2 separate regions of the Gossypium hirsutum genome follow, and region 2 is linked to region 1. Evidence: chromatin contacts called from public Hi-C data. All regions are on one chromosome and are shown on one strand. Each heading gives the region's core, a stretch centred on a gene start, on an enhancer-like site or on the middle of the called end of the contact. The rest is flanking DNA. Distances are from core to core; before and after follow the strand shown. Region 1 holds the start of LOC107895284 (uridine 5'-monophosphate synthase). Region 2 holds the start of LOC107895279 (WD repeat-containing protein 44).

Region 1 (4,687 bases), core at 914-3,413:
AATCCACTTAACAGACATCCTTTTAAGACTCAAGTCTAAGTTTAAACATTAACACCGAACTTAACATAGTTTCTAACCCCAATATATCAAAGCTTAGTCACAACTCAAAATCCCATGATTATTATATCAACAGAAAAGAATTTGATGTACAAAGACATAGTTAAGATATAAAAGTACGGCAAAATATGATGCTGTAAGTAACACTGCCTAAGTTTCCAAAGTATAAATTCCATAAAAGAAAACTTACTTTCCATACTTTCAAACACAAAAAAGAAAATTCTCATCCTAGAATACTTCAAAACTTCGCTGATAAACTAAAACCATTTTACCTTCTCAGCAATATCAAGCAACTCAGCAGCAGTCCCAACATCAGCAGCCAAACAAAGATTACTGTGTTTCTTAACCATAACCTCAAAGAGCTTTTTCCCAGTTGGATTCTTAGCTAACTTAGCCCTTTCTTCAAACCCCAAACTCTTAACCCTCGCTTTCTCAACCTTTGGCACCGCCACTTTCTTGGTCTCTTCCAAAAACTTCATAACCAAAGTCTCCATCTCCGCCTCCAACTTCCCTTTCGCTCTCAAAACCTTAACCATCTGTGTTAAAGTAAACAGAGCATGAAGCTTAATCCCATTCTCCTCCAACGTCTGCCTTCCGCCTTGTTCTCTATCTATAACCACCACGGCGTCCGTCACCTTGATTCCCAACGCCCGTAACGGCGCAGCGGTTTCAAGAACAGATGCTCCAGATGTTACGAGGTCTTCAACTATCAAACAAACTTGGCCCTTTTCGTAAACGCCTTCGATGGACTTTGCGGTACCGTAATCCTTCACTTCTTTGCGGCGCATGAGCATGGAGATGGAGGTGTCGAGGGAGATGGAGGTGGCGATCGGGAGGGCGGTGTAAGGAACGCCACAGATGAGGTTAAAGGGTGTTTGGGGAGGGAGGGAAGAGAGGAGGGATTGGGAGATTTGGCGGAGGAGGGAAGGGTAGGAGATGATTAGGCGGAGGTCTATGTAGATAGGGGAAGAGATGCCGGATTTTAGCCTGAAGTTGCCGAATTTAACGGCGGAGATTTCGTGGAGTTGGAGGATGAGAGACTCTACTGATGACATTGTTGTTGCGGCGGCAACTGGTAGTGCTGATGGTGCAGGTGAGTGGAGAAGTGGTAGTGGGAAAGGGAGAGTGCTCTGATGCTTAATAAAAAAGTAAAGCCAGTTGACATACGTCTTCGTGTGGGTCGGGCTAAGTCGGATGATTACGTAAAAAAAAATCATAATTTTTGTTAAAATTTATAATCCAATTCAAATTACTCCAATGTACCCAAAAAGTAAGTGGAATATTTTTTTCAAAAAATTCATTAAGTAGTCTCCATTTTGAAAACCCAATTTCTTTTTCCCATCATTTTAGCCACTTCTGTCACTATCTGTTTTGATTTTAATCACTCTATTATATTTCTGTTAATAGAAGTTCAAGCTGCCATTTTTATAATTAACAAATAATTTTTATAATAGGAGAGGTGGTAATGATGTGAAGGTATGGTGAGAAATGGTGGTGATATTTGAGGCAAATGGTGGTTCCGCTTACAACTGATCACTCAATTTCGAAAGTCTACTAAAACAATAAAAGGTTTTGGACAACATGCGATATCCGAAAAATAAGTTTGGGTAAAATTTAAAATTTATTTTTTATATGGGCTGAGCTTTAGACAAGATTTTTGCTCGAGACTAACCGGTCCCAAATATATTATGTTCTAAAAAATACTATATTAATTATATATGTTAAATAATAATTATATAATTAAATCATTAACTCAATTACAATTAAACCATTACCCAAAATCTAAAAAAAAAAATTACCCAAAATATAAATTTTAAAAAATTATATTTATTACAATAAATATTATTATATTTATTTTTGTTTTTTAATATAATAAAACATTTCTTATATTTATGGTAGTGTTTTTTAATATAGCTACTTTTTAATGTATTTTTAATGTGTTAGAAAAGTTTCATTTTAGCATTTTTAGTGTATTATATTTTTTAAAAATATTTTAAATAAAATAATCTAAAAAAAATATAGGTGGGCCAAGTCGGCCCGAATTTACCTTTCTTAAATTGGACTAGACTTGAGCAAAAAAATAAGCTCATTTTTTGGGTTGGATCAATCCCGAACTTGAAAAATTAGTCTAAATTCTTTACAGGAGCTCAACTTAAACTCGATTAATCCCAGCCCATGAGCACCTCCAATTTAACTAGTGATGGGTTATGTCAATGTGGTGACGGATTGGTGGTTGAAATGATAAGGATGAAGAATATGGAATTTAAAATATTATGTGGAAATTTTATAATTTATTTATTAATTATAAAAATGCCAACTTAGACTTTTGTTAATAGAAATATTAAGCGATTAAAATGAAAAAAAAAAGAGTGCCTAAAATGATAAGAAATTTAAGTGCTTAAAATGAAAATTTATAAAAATTGAGTGATTATTTATATAATTTATCTTAAAAATTTTATATTGATATTTGTATTTTTATTAAAATTAAACAAAATAGTAATTTTAATAAGAAATATTAGTTGATTTGTTTTTTGACTTAGAAAGGTTCAAAACGTAAGACACATGAATCATATGTTTGGCTCTACTCTCATATTTTTGTATTCATTATTATTTAATATATATTTAATTATCATTCATAAATTAAATTTTACATTTAATAAATGATTGCTTTTAATTAGCGTTCATCAATGTATTAAATTTTAATGGATAGAAAAATAATGGACCAAGTCCTAATTTAGTAACAAAGACATGTAAGTAACATTTTTAAAAATTTGTATGTTGGGTTAATGTATTAGACTTACTTAGTGTAAGTAATAACTTTTTTCTTTTGTAAAATAATAAAATGAGATAACTATATTAAGCTAAAATGAACAAAAGCACCAAAAGTCTTGTCTTTCTCAAAAGTGTCAATTAACTCCCTAAGCTTATCTTCAACCACTTGTATACCCACTTTCTCATTAGAAGACATTTTGGCTATAAGACTAGCGACTTGATTACTCTTCCTAGGCAAATGCCTTATCACTCAATGATTTCTGCTCTGTATCACCTGTTGAATTCGCCAAAGCAAAGTTGAATTTGAAGACACAGAGTAACCTTCTTGGATAGCTTTTATCACCTCCAAACAATTTGTTTGAACCAAAGCCCTATCATGCTCCATTTCTTATAACAAGAGGTAACCATCCCAAATGCCCCATAACTTAGAATAAAAAATTGAACAGTCACCCAAAGCATGACTAAAATTGACAATCCAATCCCCAAATTGGTTTTGCAACACACCGCCAGAAAAGGCAGACCTTGTACTTACATTCATCGCACCATTACTATGTAAATAAACAAAGTTACCTAAAAATGATTGACCTTGAATACCAATACGCATACCAGGTGGGCTATTCTTATGTGCAAACAAAAATTTTCGAGCCCAACTTAACGAAACTTTAAAAATCTCAAAAGCATTCCAAGACAAGTCTTGGAATATGAATAAATTTTTATTCTTCCAAAGACGCCACGCAATTAGGAAAAAAATGCAAAGTCAATCAACATCCGTAGAAAGCAAACCCAATGTAAAAGATAAATTAGAAACTAGCCATTCAACAAGATTGCTAAAAAAAACGATTACTTTGACTTACGGGCACCACTTGCAACTAGACCTTTTTCGCCGCAGCACAATCTCTAAGAACATGAAGAATGTCGTTTGAGCCATGACTACAAATTGAGCAAGAAGGATCCCGTCCAATTCCACACCTAATTTGTTCCATGTTTGTGAGTAGTCGTTGCATAAAGACAAGCCACATAAAGAGACGAACTTTTTGCGGTCCCTGAAGCTTTCATATAGTTTTCCAAGACTCATCTCTAGGATTCCAAGAATTATCCCGAATCATGTGATATGCACTCTTAATTAAGAAAGATCAAGTAGGGATACGACTCCAAACAATCCTATCCTAACCCACTAAAAGATGAGGAGGCAAGATACTCACCATGCGCTTAACAATATCTTCTGACACCCACACACGAAACAAATCAAGATTCCAAACACCCTCTTTAGTTTCCATCTCATTAAGCCTACAATCAAATTCCATGTGAACATATGAAGGAATTTTTCTTATCAGAGGGCCTACACTCGCAACCCAGGGGTCCTTCTAGCATCGAGTTGATCTACCATCCCCACAGACCACACTAGATTGTCCCGAAGTAAGGGCCAAACCTTAAAGAGAGCCCTCCAAAGAAATAAACCCTTTGAAACACTATCCAACATAATGTATTACCATTCAAAATCAAATTAAACCTCAATTTCATCAGAAAATATTTGTTCTAATCCTCCAAACGGTGAAGCCCAAGACCTCCACAAAAACGACGTTGACAAACTGAATCCCAGTTAACTAACATTAATTTATTCCTTCCATCGAAGATCCCCAGATAAACTGTCTAGCCAAACATTCAATCTCCTTACAAATACCTTTAGATATCATTACAAACTGCATAAAGTAATTTGGAATGGATAAAAGCAGAGCAAAAAATTAAAATTTTAAAAATCAACTCGGTTTGTGATATTTATAGCAATAAATCTTAAACCGAAAACATACATGTGTTTTGGATAGTGGATCCTTGACGTTTTTTGGCTTTCAACCAAACA
Region 2 (4,687 bases), core at 655-3,154, 280 kb before region 1:
AATGTTGTCTAGGCTCAACGATTTCCGGCTTATTGATGACCTTCCTCTTCTCCTCTTATCAGGAGGGTAATCAGTACTCGGCGATGATAGAATCGGTTCGGGAGATCCATTAGCCACAAGCAAAAGGTTGAAATTCCCGTCTTCAGGCTTTTCCATTAACAACTCCCCTTTCCTATCCGATTCAACTACCTTCCATATATGAATTACACAATCCTCACCTGCACTAGCAAGGTATTTGCCATCTAAACTGAATTTTATACTCCAAATAGACCCTGTATGCGCTTGTATCTCTTGACTCTTGTAAAGAGCAGTGAGCTCTTTACATGATTTCCCATACTGTTTTACCCTCACTCTCTCCGGCCCATGAAACGAAACATCCTGGCTATCATCAGTGGCGGAACTCGATCTCCTCCCACCCTTCTCCGATGATGTATCCCTCTCGTCACTGCTTCGCCTTTCCTTATTACCCTTCACGCTATTTGCAACGCTCTTTATACTCTTGAACCAACTCCCTTTCTTCTTCGACTTTGAAACACCAGCACCCCCACCACTGACAATCAAATCAGCATTATCTTTATTACCCTCTTCTACATTCTGTCTTCTCATTAACTCTTGAACGATCGGAGAATGGCCAACGCAAACCTCGAACTCCTCCATTGTCAACTGTCTCCCTGTCCCAACTTCCTTCAACTTGTTCCACATCCCATCTTCTCTAATCTCATTCACCACAAACTCTTCCCCATTATCAAGGTTCTTAATGGTACACACTTGTTCACTGCAATCCATCTCATCGTCCACCACAACAGCCTCCCCATCACCAAATGATTTAAAGCTAAGTTCCCCATTCAAACTCTTGCTAATACGCTCCTTGGGTGGCTTAGATCCATTACTTCCGCAGCGTCTTAAGTTAGCAGCCGCAGCATTACTTTGATCACATTCACTGATGTTATTATTATTATTTACAGTACATAAACCCACAGAAAGAATGGAAGAAGATGAATTGGAACGAAGAGACAAAGGCGAAGAAGGAACAGCAGCAGCACTACAATCACCATCCGATTTCGATCGTACAATTCCAGAAGAACTGGATTCCTTTTCTCTTCCACGATCTTGATCTTCCAACTCTTCTTTTACCAACCTATTCGATGAAACTGATCTTCTTCCCAACTCACCTCCACCACCACCACTACCCATTTCCCGTCCGTCGCCGACCTCCGTTTCTGACCCGGGTCTTATCCGGGAAAGACCCGGGTGGCGGCTCAGCCCCATGTCGCGGAGCAGACGGGTTCGTCTTTCCGAAACGGAGGAGGGTTCAGAGATCCAGATGTCGAACTGGGAAACAACCTTGGGGAATTTAGGGACGGGAAATGGGTGGTGGGCATTATTAGAAGGGGCAATTGGGTCAGAATCCGAGTCAGAAGAAGGAGAAGCAGAGTTGGAACAAGAACAAGAATTAGAAGAAGCAATGCGGTCAAGGGAATGGTAGAAGTACTCTTCTTCTGCTTCTTGGTTTACTTCAACTACTTGAGTCCAATCGTGGTCGTTTAATTTGCTGCAGTTGCTACGAATTGGGTTCTTGCTCATGCTTTCTTTATGAGCATTCCCATTTCAATTTCAAACATACAATCATTAGAAAAAAACAACTCTGGGTTTAGGTTGGATCAAAGGAATGCAAGGGAAAACAGTTTTTGGAGGGAAAGAAAAAGAGAGAGAAAATCAGATCCAAAGGCAAAGGAAGGAGGGAAAAAGGAGAGATGGGTTTGGGGGAAAAGAGGGAAGCAAAGCAAAGGTTGGGTTTTTGTGGGAGAATAGAAATGAAGGGGAGACTGATTTGAGTTTTTGTTGGTTTTTTGGTTTTTGGGGTTTGGGTAATTGAAAGCTGAAAGGTGAAAGGTGGACCGGAGGATCTAACCCCCCCACCCCCATTGCTTTCCAATTAAATTATTCTTCATTAGCCAATAATTACCATTTTTTATTTTAATTTAATCGTCTAATCTATTTTGCAATTTCTTTTTTTTCGATTAATTCCATATTTTTATAAATTTACGCAAATAGAATATAAAATAAAATATTATTTATAATTTGATTAAAAGCATTTATTAGTGAAATTTAAAAATTATATAGATAAAATTATTTTTATTATTATAACAATAGATGTTATATTGAAAAATATTTTTTTAAGTTTAATTTTTTTCCCCTAAAAACCTTTTATCTAAAATATATTTTTTCCATCGTCGTGGTAGAATATAATGAATTTGGATAAATTCACTGCATTCTATTTTGAATTTTTTTTATCAATAATGAAAATTTAAATTACATTTTTATTAATTTAGTTTTCAAATTTTTATTTTAGTAACTGTCATTAAATTTAAATAAATCAATAACCTTTCATTATAATTATCTTAGAAGATAATTCAATTTTTTTTAGGGATAAATATCAAAATTATATATAGTTTAATGTACAATTATTTACATGAACTTTAATTTTATACAATTTTATACATAAAATTTTGATTTAATTCAATTCTGGTAAATATTAACACAATTATTGATATAGCCTCATTTTATATTTATATATTGCATATATATATAATTATACTTATCCAATATAAAAATAAATTGATATATTTATTTCTTTCAATGTGTATGATTAAATTAAAATTAAAGTTTCAAGTATATATTTGAACCAAATTTAGAATTATAATTCCTATCATATTAAAGTTTATATAATTGCACATTAAATCAAAATTTATCTATAATTTTAAAATTTATCTTTTTTATATAAAAAAACTTATTTTTAAAACTCCAAAAAGTTGTTTTTTGATCATTTATTTATTTTTATGTCTTCGTTCATTATGAAACTAAATTCAAATTGTAACTCATTCAATTACAAAATAATAAATATCTCTAATTCATCAATAAATGTGAGAAGAAAAAACGGAATTTAAACTATAAAAACGGTATTATAAAAAAATAACAAACCCTAAATATAAATAATAAAATAAATATGAAAAGTATAAAAAATAAATAAATATCTCTTACCTCCGTTTTCATTTATATAATTAAAAATAATAATTTTTCTTTCAAAATAAATAAAATAATGTAAATAAATATTGAATTAATGTTTCTATCAAAAGCAAGTTTGATTGAAAAGCAAACAAACCAAAGCATCCTATTTTGAACACAATTTAAAATGAAATAATAGAATATAATAAGGAAAAAAAATTCATTATAGAGAAAAATAAGAGTAATTAATAGCGTGCTGATTTGGTGAATACAAAAGTGAAAAATAAAAAAGTTATTTGTTGGGGTTTTGAAATATTCGATTCTAATTTGAATTAAATTTAAGATGTGATATTTTAGAATTTAATTTAGTTGGAATTAAAAATTTTAAACAACCTACTCCATTTACTAATTACCTAATTATATTATTATTTGTTTGTGGGTTAATAGCTTCAATCATCCTTTTAACTATGTTCCTAAAATTTAATGATGTTCTAATTCAAGTTATGTACGTGGCAAGTACACAAAATGTTTAGAAATTAATAAATGTGTTTTAAAGTAAATATTTCATGTTAGATTTGAATTGATATATTTAATGTCTAAATAGAGAATTGGGTTAATGAAAAGACTCGACTAATACAATATTAAAGTTTATAAATCAATTTAGAATTCGAGAAATGTTTTGAGGATGTATGATGAAATTAATTTAAATTGTAGTATGTTAAGGTGGAAAGTTGAGTTTACTATAATTCAGTCAAATTTGTTCATGATAATTAAGTTTTAACTTTGTCATATTAATTTTGGGTTTTAGGTTTTAGACTTTGTTTTTAAGTTGATTTTATGGCTCTTGGACCTTGTCTTTCATAAATAAATTTAAGAAAGTAAAAATTAATAGATAAATGGTTGTATATTAAGGGCATGGACATGGTTGGAAAGAGAAGGGATGGGCTTAGAGTTGAGGCATTGAAAGCCCAATAATATAATGCGGTTTTTGGCAGAAAGAGAACACCTAAATCTAATATGCCTGCCAACTGTTCGTCTTTAATCCTCACACATGTTTTCCAGCCCACTACTGTTCAGTGAATGTGACATCTTGTACCCTCTTTTGGGACCATTTTATTTACTTTGCCTCGCCATCTCTTTTAATTCTGCTACCATATCATCTTTATAGTATTAAAATTCTATTTAAAATATTTCAAGATATGTATATATTTTTATCATATACAATGACATATTTTAATTATTCTATAGTCTAATCATATTATATCTAATATTTTTAAAAAAAAAAATTCTTCTCTTTTATGGTAGGCTAAGATGAAGAAATTAGGTGGAAGTTTATGATAGATTGATGGGATACAAACACTAAAGAAGTATGAAATGTCATTATCTATGCTTGTCGTGATAACTTTTTTCTTTTAAACATTATTTTCAAGAGATATATATAATTTATTATATTTTATTTTAGATATGCACAATCAATAAATATTAAGTGTAGTAGTGAGGAACATTACATTCTAATAGAAGAATAAAATTTAAATTTTAGATATGATATTACTAAAAGGAACGGTCACAAACCCCAAAATATAAATCATATAACGAATATAAAAAGATAAAAAAAAATTATATAGACATTCATCCTATTAATTCAAACTTCAAATTTATTAAACCTCGTGTTTTAAAAACA

The links. A called contact is a pair of places that touch in the nucleus more often than the background predicts.
Region 2: a Hi-C map of leaf shows a contact between it and region 1, with 2.2 times the contacts expected there. The contact joins the promoter of LOC107895279 here to the promoter of LOC107895284 in region 1. A contact is called at or near these places in 6 of 34 Hi-C or Micro-C datasets (anther, hypocotyl, leaf and 2 more).

Annotation. Positions count from the first base shown.
Region 1 is chrA13:96,249,765-96,254,451 of Gossypium_hirsutum_v2.1, reverse strand. LOC107895284 (uridine 5'-monophosphate synthase) reads right to left here and starts at 2,163. Exons shown (of 6, transcript XM_016820579.2): 1 at 330-2,163. The coding sequence starts at 1,274.
Region 2 is chrA13:96,525,113-96,529,799 of Gossypium_hirsutum_v2.1, reverse strand. LOC107895279 (WD repeat-containing protein 44) reads right to left here and starts at 1,904. Exons shown (of 7, transcript XM_016820572.2): 1 at 1-1,904. The coding sequence starts at 1,584.